2 separate regions of the Anas platyrhynchos genome follow, and region 2 is linked to region 1. Evidence: chromatin contacts called from public Hi-C data. All regions are on one chromosome and are shown on one strand. Each heading gives the region's core, a stretch centred on a gene start, on an enhancer-like site or on the middle of the called end of the contact. The rest is flanking DNA. Distances are from core to core; before and after follow the strand shown. Region 1 has its middle 34 kb from the start of MEP1B. Region 2 holds the start of GAREM1 (GRB2 associated regulator of MAPK1 subtype 1).

Region 1 (5,868 bases), core at 2,449-4,948:
ACTGGTAGCACTGAAACAACTCTTTATCCACTCTGCACTACATTTTAGCCATGTCAGTACAGACAGAAATTGCCATGATCTGTTGTTACCCAATGACTTCATGTCAAAAGAGCTCACTGAGTGCCTGAATTACCTTGCCATGTCTCCAAAAATAGTGTGCAGAGAGCCACATTTATAGACTGGCACCCAATGACATGCTGGGCTTTGTAATCCAAAGGACTATCCAGTAAAGCTCAATAAAGCCAAAAGCTCATCCCTTAATAAAACAGATTGTTGGATTGGACACCGACATACCTCTTCAAAATTTGGAATGAGATCTTAAAGAAAAAAGAGGGTAAAATATTATTCTGGGAGGATTTTGAAGCAATAACTTGAAGAAAGCAGAGTTTTATAGAAAGCATTTCTCTCCAATTTATTGAGACAGCAGGATTTCTGAGGAAGTCTGTACTACCTACCTGTATTGCAGTGATGTCTAGAGGGGTGGTAGCCATGTAAAAATAGTGTAGTAATACATATACTTAAGAAAGCAGTTGTGGTTCTTTTAAATATATGTTTACATTCTTTACCTTAGAAATGCCAGCTTCTCCTTCTTTCCTTTTTTTAGTATGAGGCCAAATTGAGCGACTGTAATACTTCTTATACTCCGGTAGTGTTGGTGTAACCTTACAATTAGCTAATGCAATTTAGAAACTAATCAGCAGTGCAAGATTTTCAAGTTTTTTAAAAATTGGGAGTATTCTGGGGGGGAAATGATGGGAAAACAAACTAAAACTTAAACTCTAAATGCAAAGGATTTCTTACAAGAGCCTTTCAGCTTTGGGAACTTTAAGGCTCAAGCATGTATCTCTGTAATACTTTGTCTACTTCCAATGGCCTGAACCTGTGGTTCTGGAGATCCTGGTGGAGCACGGCAGGCTCCTGCACCTGCAGTAATGAAAGGTGCTGATTTAATTTGTTTGCAATTTTCTCCTGTTCTGAAGTTCATCTGGAGTTGAAAATTATACCTCATGATGTTTACATGGAAGCTGTGTTTTCAAATAACATATGAAATAAAAGGCTGCAAGTTGTTTTTTTTTTTTTTTAAAAAAAAAAGTACCAATAATGTTTTATTAACAAGGTTTAAGTGAATGCTTTAAACTTCAGAAGTTTTGATCTTTGTTACTTGAAAAACAGAAAAACTCTGCCACTTCTCAGTATCCATCTCAACATTCAGCTCTCACCTAATACTAATGATGTTCTTACAACACTTTCAGAGTCATAGCCATCTACCTCCTTGCAGGAGGTTGGTTAGAAACGCTAAGTAAAAAATGCTTATGATGAATATCTAGTGGTAGCTTGTCGATGTTGGCTGCCTTAATAACTGCATGCTGGTTGCATCAAACTTGTCTGGAGTTTGCAGGACCAGGGTTAGCATCCCCTGACCCATCTACAGGGACAGAGCCACTGGCCATTGGGATTTAGTGACAAGGGGCAAGAAGTGTTTCAGGGCCAGCCAGGGCCATGTCCCTGCTTGTGCAGGCATGCCTGGGCTGAAAGGCTTTGCTGGGGCAGCAAGGATCAAATGCACAACCAGGCGCTGGTGCGTTGCCTTTTCTCAATCTGAGTTGCTCTGAGCTCTTACTTACATCTCCGAATAGTCCTGACTTAGCTGTCTTTCCAATAAATTGAGGAAACTGATTTCCCTTTTCCCAGGGGCACTTGGACAATTAATTGCAAAAATACTTTGTAAGTGCAAGAACATTTATCTCATTCAAGTCCATTCCTTTCAGAGCTTGAATGTCCCGATTCATGTTTATCAGCGTGTTTAGCCCCTGCCATCATCAGCAAGTGGATAATGATAGCCCCTCACTCCCAGCTGAGAGGTCTGGGCCTGCATCCTGCAGTCCCTGACTAGGATGCTCCTCCCACTCGTGTCTCTTTTGCACATCCACAGAGAGGAGTCGGGGCCCCAGCTGCTGGGACCCACAATGTTTCCCTCTCCATAATAGCTTCCTGTGTGTTTGCATAGGGCATGCTGGGTTGTTAAACATCACCAGAGCTTCAGGTTTGAAGATAAACAGCCCTGCTGCAGCTGGGACAAGACCTTTGGCAGCAGGAGTCCTGCTAATGCGTGGCTCCATCTGAGACTACCCAGGCCCTCAGGAGTTCGTGGCCTCTTTGCACACAGTGACTATTGGTAGGGTGAAAACATGCAAAACATATTTTGACTTCATTGGTGCCTGCTTATATTTCAAATGCTTGCAGCAGCTCTTGTGACAAAAGCCTAACACAGTGGGGAGGGAGGACATGTTGCAACATTTAATGACATAAGGGAAATAAATGGTGCACTCATGGATACTCCACAAGCCATTCAGCAGAAAATAATCATTCGCATATATGCTGAATAAAATGGTAGTAAAGAAAGGAGAGGATTTCTCTACCGCTTACTAGGCTACTCCATTTTTGCAGCACTCTGAGACTAGTGCGCAAAAGGCCTTGACCCTGCAGTTGAGGGATGGCGAAGAGCTTTTTGTTCCCCTTTAAGAGGTGATCTTCGCAGGGCAAAATATTCCCTAAATCACTTCCACTGGCAGCAGGGGGTCCCCAGGAAGGCAGTTGACAGCAGCTGTAACTGCTGATTAAGAAACTGATGCTCAGCCTTGCATTTCCAAAGATAGCAAACTTTCTGTCTTTTGAGCTCTACAGCCCTCCTGTTGTGTGCCAGGCCCCACACTGATGGCTGCACACTTTGGCTCCTGCACCACAAACCTGCCTTGGTGCCACCAGAGTGCCCATCCCTTCCTATGGAGATGTTGCCCAGGAAAAACCTGGGCTACTGCTGCTGTAGGGATGGGTTTGCTGCACCCACAGTGGTGTTTCTGCCCCAACGAAGGAAAGATATAGCTGGGCTCAGCCTCAGATGTCACCAGACCAGACCTGGATGCTAAACTTGTTGGCTATTCTCTGGCAGCGTGTCCTTGGTATTTTGTTGGTATTATTGGTATTTTGTTTGGTATTATTTCAACGCCTTGAAATAGTCCCAGTGCCACCCTATTAAGGAAGATGAAAGGATTTTACAGCCAAAGAATAGCTGTGGAATGGAGCAAAAAAAAAATGTCATTTTTAGCCCAGCCCTATTCTACCAGATCACTGAGATGCTGTGGGAAGCAAGACAAAAAGCAAATGTGCAAGCCCATCCACAGCCAGTCTGAGAGTGATCTGACATGCACTTAGAAAAGTAAGTGGCACCACCACGTCTGGGCACCAGGGCAGGACTGTAGTTAAATGAAGGCATTTATACAGCTCTGCTAGCACAAAGGTCTGGATCTTGCTCATCTGAATCCCAGCCTGCTCATGTATTCAAAGCTATTCTTGTGCTCATCCCGATCACCTTGGGGGAAAAAAAGGTAAGTAAACCTCTGTTCCTCCTTCCCCCACAGCTCAGTTCAGAAGTACCTTTGAGGTTGCTGGGACTGCATTCAAAATGAACGCGTCTGTGGCAATTTGTATTTCTCAGAAATTCAAATCTGTTCCAAAGTTCAGGCTCCATTCTCAGGGGGAAGGCGGCTGCACGCTGGTGCTCTGCCTGCCTGTTGTGGGCAGGGCTGTGGGCAGCACAGGAGGGCTGATGCCAACCCACGCAGGGCTGCCTGTGTGACCACTCAGGGACACAGCCAAGAAAGGCGGACAGCTCAGGGTCTGGCAAGGGGGAGTAGGAGCGGGATGGTGGCTTTCCTCCCACAGAGGACAAATATTTATATCTGCCCCTGCAGCAGCCTGCGGAGGAAAGGGTGCTTCTCAAGGCCAGCAGAGCTGGCAGCACAGGGTGCCACCACTGGCTTTCTCCTCAGCAGAGGCCTTGGAAGGTGTTAGGCTTCCAAGTTTTTCTTCAGTCTTGCAGCTTCCAACGATGAAATATGTTTTTGTGATGCTTGTGCCAGTGCAGCCTTTGAGCCGTGGTGCCTGCAAGCCTGAGAGGTGTGCTTTGCTAGAAGCTAATGGAAATGGGTTTAAAATGGAGGTGCATAGTGTCAATTGCTGTGAGGTGGGAACTTATGGAAAGGGGAGCAAACCAGCAGGCTCCTGAGTAGCAGGAACTGTTTGTGCTCCACAGTGCAAGACAGCATCTGCTTGGGAGAAGTGGCCCATAAACTACCATGCAGTGACCCACAGTGGTGGGTTGCTATCTTAATTTTATCCTCTCTCTCTCTCTCTTTCTCAATGTCTGTCTCTCTTTCTCTGTCTCTCTTTTTCACTTAAGAAAAATCATATTTTCTTTTCCCAGTGGCTTTTCTTTTTCCACATCCATGCAATCACAGATGCCAAACCTTAAGCATGATCACTATTCTTTCGGCCAAGGCAAACCTGCAGTTGTCAGAAGTGCCTGCAGAGATGACCCTTTACCCAGCTGAGGTAATAGATACATTCATTTTCTGCTCCTCTCCTTAATTCCGCCTTACCCAGACAAATCTTTGCTAGGGAAGAAGGCGTAAAAGTAGCAGCCTGACTTTTCCAAGTGGCAACAGAAACTCTTACCACAATTAATAAACTGAAGTTTACCAAACAACGTAATAACTACCAGGCTTAATAAACTAACAGCTTGCTTAACAAACTAAGCTGAAGTCCTGACGTTATTTTGTGTAACTCATCACTCTCTGTTCTGAATGAGCAAACATCATTTACATGAGTGAAAGCTGCAGCCAAGCTCTGGTGTTCACAACATGATGAGATGTATGAAAAAAAAGCAATCACAGATGAAGAGGGAGACGTGTTGCTAACAGGATTTGAGATTTTTTTTTTTTAATTCCAGCATAGATGACATGGATCCAGATGGTGCTAAAATAAAAAAAAAAAAAATCAAGGACAAATGCACACACAGAGCTCTAGCAGAACAAGATGGCTGGTTCTAGTTACATATTAGTAGCCTCTCAGCAGAAATGCTATCATTAAGATGTTAATCAAAATGTTCCATCAAATTGTTCAGAGATAAGATTCAAATCTGATAAAGAGCACACAACTACATTTTTCCCATGAGTATTTCACTGGAAGAGCAATAATGTTTATGTATTGTATGATTAAGCACTGCAACCTTGGGAAACAGTGAAGTTTGGTTTTGTTCTTTTAAGTTCCAGACATTCAAGTTAAACATCTTTGACATTATTTTGTCTTCACAGAAGGTGAAGTCAAAGGCAGAGATCAAGCACAGAACATTTCATCCCAATTGGAGGGAGTTTAGGAATTACGAGCAAGTGAAAATGAAAACCTGTCTGCAACCTTTTTGATACCAGCTACAGTGTGCTTGGTGTAAGTAATGAACTTGACTGGGAAAACAAAATTAAAACATGCAGTTTGAAAAAGAAATAAGGAAAATAGAGAAAGAAGGCACCAGGGATGATTTTGAAGAATTTTAACACAAAGGAGACCGATTTGTGTGTGCTCCAGCAAATTAGTGTGTAGGTGGGTTGATCAGTCTGAATTGGTGTGGTAATAGTTATTTTTACCCAGCTCATTCTGTTGATTCTCAGAAAGAGGAGAATACAAGGATAGCAGCCACATGGAATATGTCTGCTGCAAAGAATTCCTAATCTCCTTGCACAAAGGGAACTACTAATGCTTGACTTTAGCTCTCTCTTTTTGTAATAAACTAGAATATGAAATTGATAGAAGTGGGAAAATGAGATCATCATATATTTAATTTCTTCATAATTTCCAAATAAAATCAGAGCATAATACAGATATTTTGCCATTGCTGCATCAAATGCTACAAAAGTCTCTAAGCAACCACTCTAGACTTAAGAAACAGCAATTGACAGGATGACTGTTCAGAAAAGGCAGGTTGCTTGGCAGTTGTCTTCTTTTGATATCTGACTGTCTGTGCTATTGGCAGTA
Region 2 (5,868 bases), core at 1,726-4,225, 110 kb before region 1:
TAGCGTTTTCTATTACTTGTGGCTTAGGTACTATCCAGTCGGTGGCCCACCTTAGGGAGGTGCAGATAGTTAGGTTCCCAGGCAACAAAAAATGTTTCCAGGATGCTCAGATCTCCTTACAATACCCCGCACAAGCAAAGATTGTTTGGATTATACCACTGAGGCAGGAACTGCATTCTCTTTGAAAATGTGAGATGCACAGGTGTCACCTGTACCAAATATATTATTTCAACTTCCCCCCTCACCTGAAAGAAAGGTAGGTATTTAGCATCTGATTCTGAAATGATCACTGCATCTCCTGTCGTTTTCCACTGGACTTGTAAATATTTATTCTGAAAATTAGACCATTCATATAAAGGCAAGTCACATGTGGGAAGAAGGAATGCCAATTCATGGGGGAGTTTAAAGAAATGCTGACTAGAATGGCTTCAGATGAGGCATACTGTATAAGGCTCAGAATTTTATTTGGTGTATGCATTCTACAGTGTAAAGCAAACTAGCAGATTCATACTAAAATTAGTGTGTTTTTTTTTACATACACATCCAGTTCAAATGTTAGCATAGATATGAATTGATGATGATCTGAAATGCTTTAAAAATCATTTTATTAGCAATGGAATAAATATACTGGGGATTTTGCAGCCTGCTGCGTAAATGTGTTGATAAATCAACATGAGACCCAATCAATTCAAAATGCATTTAAGACTAGTTTTAGGAATTATTCTGAGTCCCCCTGCCTATGCTTATGCTTTTATGGCTACAATTTCCTGTAGACATTAAAAAAAAAATGAATGCCACCTGAAACACCCATGCAGAAAAATTATGATATTGCATAACTGAGGTCCTGATCCTGAAGCAGATTTGCTAACTTTAATTTCTCTAGAGGTCTGATGGCTTCATTAGTATTTTGCGCAGGAGGAGACTTTAGTAAGAGATCATACTAAAGGACTGAGGCATCGCTAAACATCAGAGAAATGATTATATCTAAAGTGTTAATTATACATAAGGTACAGTTAAAGTACGAAATAGTCTGCGATTCGCATGTTCTTGTGATTTGAATACTGTGTGTGCAATAATATCTTTCAAAAAGGTTCAGCTATAGTACAGATAGGACACATTACAAAGTCAATTTAAGAGCTCAAGTGAGACATTTAAATAATAATAGGCTTTGTGATGTCTCTTTGCCTGGAAATAACTAAATGAAATTTAGATAGGATCTAGAAATTGCACTTAAAAAAATGTGTCTTGCTCCAATGGAATGGGTTAGAGGAGGCTATACTTCCACTGGTGAGGGAAAACACAAACAGGGTTATATTTGAAGACAGGCTTAAAAGACGTGTGACTACACCGAAGAAGAAGGAACGATTTTTTAATGAAAAATCAGCAGTAACTGTTTCAGGTGTGAAAGACATGTTTCTTCCCAGATAGCAGAACTGCATGATGCCTGGGAGCAGCATACGCCGCGAGGCCATATCTATCCTGGAATTAATGCTGGCTAGGATTGCGTTTAGAAACACATCTCGACAGACTAGTGCTCCAGGTCCTGGTGAATCCCAGTCTGACCTGATCTGCTTTACCTTGCACACTGCGTCCAGTAACCTCATCAAACCTGAACAAGTCAAAACCATTCTTTGGCTTTCCATGTTTCAACAGCAGTGCTTTTAGCTATTATATCACTTTGCACTTCAATAGCTCAGTTCACTGAAGTAGTTCAAAGCATTCTGCAAACTTCATAAAGAGGAATCGACTTTGAAAAAAAAAAAAAAAAAATCATCCACATTGTCTTTTAAAGCTAGCAGTTCTGGTAAGTAGGATCTAACAGCACCATGACTGAGTTCAGAGAATGAAGGTTTTTCATAGGGCTGGGAAATCCCAGAGCCAGACTGCATAGCTGAAGTACGGGCCCACATCAGTATGCAGTTCAAAGCAACCCAGACCCATTTAAAGCAAGCTAACTTGGGCTTGTGTCATCCTCTTTGGCTTCCACAGTCCATTTGAGGCCTGTTTGCAGCAGACCAGAACAAGAGCGGATCTGTCTCGGCCCTCCTCGTGCTGGCACCCGGCGCCACAAAGTAGGCAGCAGCGGTCAGCCCCTTACTAAGGGGCATGAGGAGGCACGGGCGGCTGGACGGCTGCTTGCCACGGCTCCTCACGAGCTCACCGAGCCATCCTGGAGAGAGGTGCCACGGGAGATGGATCCCACAGAGGGACCTCAGCTGGGGATGCCTGCTGTCGTCCTGCAAATCACTGGGAGGCGCCGTTTCTAGTCAGCGGTACAGCCTCACCTAGAGCCATTGAATGTATACGTATGGATAGCCTTAAATACAGTGTTTTACTGCCGTGAAATAGCTTTGACACAAAAGTGAACAAAGTAAACTTGAACACAGCACAGGGCAGCCACCTGTGAGTTACTCGCTCCTGTTTAAGTACCCTCGGTTTCTGTTGGGGATCCTGCATGGCGATAAAAAACGGTGACAGAGAGCGCTTTGTGAGACCTCCTCACGTAAGCCACCTTGCAAGGAGAACCAGCAGCTGGTTTTCGGTTTCCCTATGGCCTGAAGAGCATCAAATAGGGAATATGTTTAATAGTTGCACGTGCAGTAATAGCGGAACAGAGAAACCAAAGATGCTCCTTCCACTGCTCTTCATACCTGCAATATCCGTTTGGTTCATGGGTGAAAACTAAACATAGCAATCAAGGTTGGCTTGTGGTTGGGTTTTTCTGAGGGTAGGGTGGATCTCACAGGTCAATTTCCTAAATTTCCCGAGCAGCCAGGCGACGAGGGGCAGCGCTCCTTAAACGAGAGCCCTGAAACGCGCTTCATCTGCTAGCCCCGAGCGTGCAGGGGGCTTTCCACCAGCCCCAAGGAGGCCACAACCTGCGCTGGGATCGCCCGAAAACACTCCCCCACACCCCAAACCCCCCCCCACACGCACTCCCGGGGCTGCGCCTCGGGGGAGCGCCCGGAGGGTGGAGCGAGAGGGCTGGCCTGGGCTCGGCTGGGCTCAGCTCGGCGGCGGCGATCCGCGCTCCCCGCCGTGCGGCCGGGCCGGCACTTTTTCCTTTCCTTTCCCTTCCTTTCCTTTCCTTTTCGGAGCGGGGAGGAGCGGCAGCTGCGCAGGCGTTGCTCGCACCCTGTTGATTAGTCAGTGCCGGGATGGCGCTTCCTGGGCCAGGCGCGGCGGCGGCGGCGGCAGCGGGCGGCCCCAGCCGGTGCCGAGGGGCGGCGGGAGCAGCGGCAGCCTCCCGGCCGGCCTCCCCCTTCCCCTAGCCCGGCATGTCCCGCATCAAGCGGAGCTGAGCGAGGCGAGCTCCGTCCCCCGTCCCCCCTTCCTTTTTCCCTTCCCGTCCCGCCGGCGCTGCCCGCCCTGCTCCGGGTGGGAAGATGGACCCCGGCCCCTGCCCGGGCTTCAGCCTGAAGGACGTCAAGTGGAGCGCGGTGGCCGTGCCCTTGGACCTGCTCGTCAGCACCTACCGCCTGCCGCAGCTCGCCCGGCTGGACAGCGGTGTGTGGGGCGCCGGGGTCGGGAGCGGGCACCGGGAGCGGGAGCTGGCACCGAGATGGCCGGGGGGGAGCAGCGGGGGGCAGCGGTGCCCGGCAGCCGCCGTGCTGCAGGGGGGATGCTGCAGGGGGGCGGCAGATCCCGCACCGAGGGAGGCTGTGAAGCAGCAGGGGCGGCGTGAGGAGCCCCCGGGAACTTTCTGTCGGCGGTGCTGTGGCTGCCCACCTGCAGTTCCCAAGTCTGCGTGTGTCTCTCTCGCTGCTCCAGGACGTAAGGCAGCAGCCCGGGTGCTTGCCTTAGGAAGCAGCCCGGCCGGGGGGCTAGGGGGCTCTCCCCAAAAACTCAGACGGCCGCTTGGCGATATCACTGCGTGGCGGCTCCCCGAAACCGCTCCGGCCCTCCCGTCTGTGCGGGAAAGCTGACGATAACTCAAAACCGAGATTTTTGGCCGGGTTTGGTAATGGGGTACCCGATGGAGTGGCCCTGGAGGTGCCCGCTGCCGTGGGTCGGTTCCCTGATAAAGTTTTCTCTTCGTTTGCAAAGTGACAGGAGAGTGTGGGCATTGTCCCCTGTCACTGCCCGCTGTGCCAGCGAGCCCTGGGCTGGTTTATTGCCTACCTGCAGCTCCCGTCACCCGCTGGCGATCCCAGCCAGGGCTTTGGTGACTTTGTCCCTGGGTTGTGCAGTACTGGTGTTTCCTCAGAGCTGGTGCTCGGGAGCAGGTTAAAGGAAGGCGTCTTTGCCATCTCAACTGCAGCCGGCTGTTTTGGCACGCCGGTGAGCTTGTGCTGTCCGGTGATAGCGGCCAAGCTGCCGTATCAAGGAGGACCTCCTGGTAAAACCTCCTGTCACTGGAAGCAGCTAAGATGGCCTCCAGTCACTGCACTTCAGGCTGTCAATTCGCTTGAGATTCCTGGCAGTGATTCAGGCTTTGACAGGGTGTATGTGTATTGATGACTTATTAATTTCCCTCTCTGTGTCTTAGACTTCTTCCCAGTCTCCCCACTCCTCTTGAATCCCTTCATTGGGAGGGACCTGGAAGAGCCTTGTGTGGGTTTTGAGGAGAGGAATTTCTCCCCTCTGCCCCTTTCATGGGCTTTTTTTTTTTTTTTTTTTTTTTTTGGGGGGGGGGGTGGTCTAGTGTCAGCCCTGGTGAGAGGAATGTGTCTGAACCGAGACACGATGTTGCTGAGCTTGTGCACAGGCTGTTTGCTCCTGGTGTGCCACACTTAAAGCACGCTTAGCTTTCTTTGGCTGTGTCCTGGGATGGCCAGACGGGTGGCAGCTGTTGGTGAGCTGTCCTGTGAATAAAGTTCGACCCTATGCTAAGCCCTGCTAGGATAGAGCATGGAGCTAGTGTGGCAGAAGGGCTTTGGGCTGGAGCTGGCCGAGGTGTGGCCAGTTCTGAGCACGGGCAGAGGTTCCCGGGTCTGCTTTTACCTACTTGTACAGACATACCTTTATAACCCAAGGGACTACAGACAGCAGACAAATCAATACTTCGTAGAGAACATAGGCGCCGTGGTCTCGGTGGTGCGAAGGGGATGCTTTTCCCATTTCCAAAGGAGGCTGTCTGGCAATAAGAGGCAGCAGCCACGAGTCAGCGCATAGGGTCCCAAAGGAGACAAGTTGGGAATTGCTTGGTGCAGTCCTGAAGGAAACACACGTCAAATCCATTCCAGGTGCATGTCATCCAATGCTTTGGCAGGTTAGGGCCACCCCTATTAACAAAGTAGGGTCTTCTGCGGCTTTTGTCGGGGTACAGCCCTGGTCTCCACCTTTAAGCACTGAATTCCTGCTGAGACCAGCGGAAGCTGCAAGTTCAGTGCTGTTGGAAGTCAAACCACCTGTAGATGTCTGTCTTCAGTCACCTTTCGGCGGTGTGGCTGGCTGCCCTGTCTGCAGCAGCAGGTTGTTTCGAGACTGGTTATTTCAGTCATGGTGAGGTTTTGTGACAGTCAGAACTTATTTCTTGTGGAGGACCAGGGTGTAGACAGGGACTGAAAAACTGGAGATGTATTTTCTTAAGAAGAGGCCAGCCTTGCTGTGGTGTTTCCGTACTTAATGGAGTTTAGCAGTGTAGGGGTAATGTTCTTGGATAATATGCACGCAAGATCTCCATTTTTTCACCGTTGCCTCACCTTCAGGCCTTTCAGCCTGAAGGGGGAGGATGGGTATGATGAATGCAGTTTCATACTTCGAGTCTGGATGTGCAGCTCCTGGAAGAATGCCCTTAAGTAGTTCAGTTTGATTTCTTGACAGAATGAAGTTATGAAATATTTATGTGCACTAAATTTGGTCCTCTGCTAAGAAGGGAGGATTTTTCTTGATGATATGGGGTAAGGGAGGAATGGGAGGAAGTAT

Evidence for each region. A called contact is a pair of places that touch in the nucleus more often than the background predicts.
Region 2: a Hi-C map of small yellow follicle shows a contact between it and region 1, with 3 times the contacts expected there. The contact joins the promoter of GAREM1 here to the enhancer-like site in region 1. A contact is called at or near these places in 5 of 8 Hi-C or Micro-C datasets (liver, skeletal muscle, small yellow follicle and 1 more).

What each region holds. Positions count from the first base shown.
Region 1 is chr2:44,716,916-44,722,783 of IASCAAS_PekinDuck_T2T, reverse strand. No RefSeq gene overlaps it. Among named protein-coding and RNA genes, the nearest start is that of MEP1B, 34 kb to the right of the region's middle. Within about 2 kb of position 3,698, at least 3 of the 8 cell types and tissues checked have an H3K27ac peak or open chromatin away from gene starts, as enhancers often do. A contact at or near this core is called in small yellow follicle, where this site is marked.
Region 2 is chr2:44,829,335-44,835,202 of IASCAAS_PekinDuck_T2T, reverse strand. It overlaps GAREM1 (GRB2 associated regulator of MAPK1 subtype 1), which reads left to right and starts at 2,975. Exons shown (of 6, transcript XM_027452172.3): 1 at 2,975-3,507. The coding sequence starts at 3,387.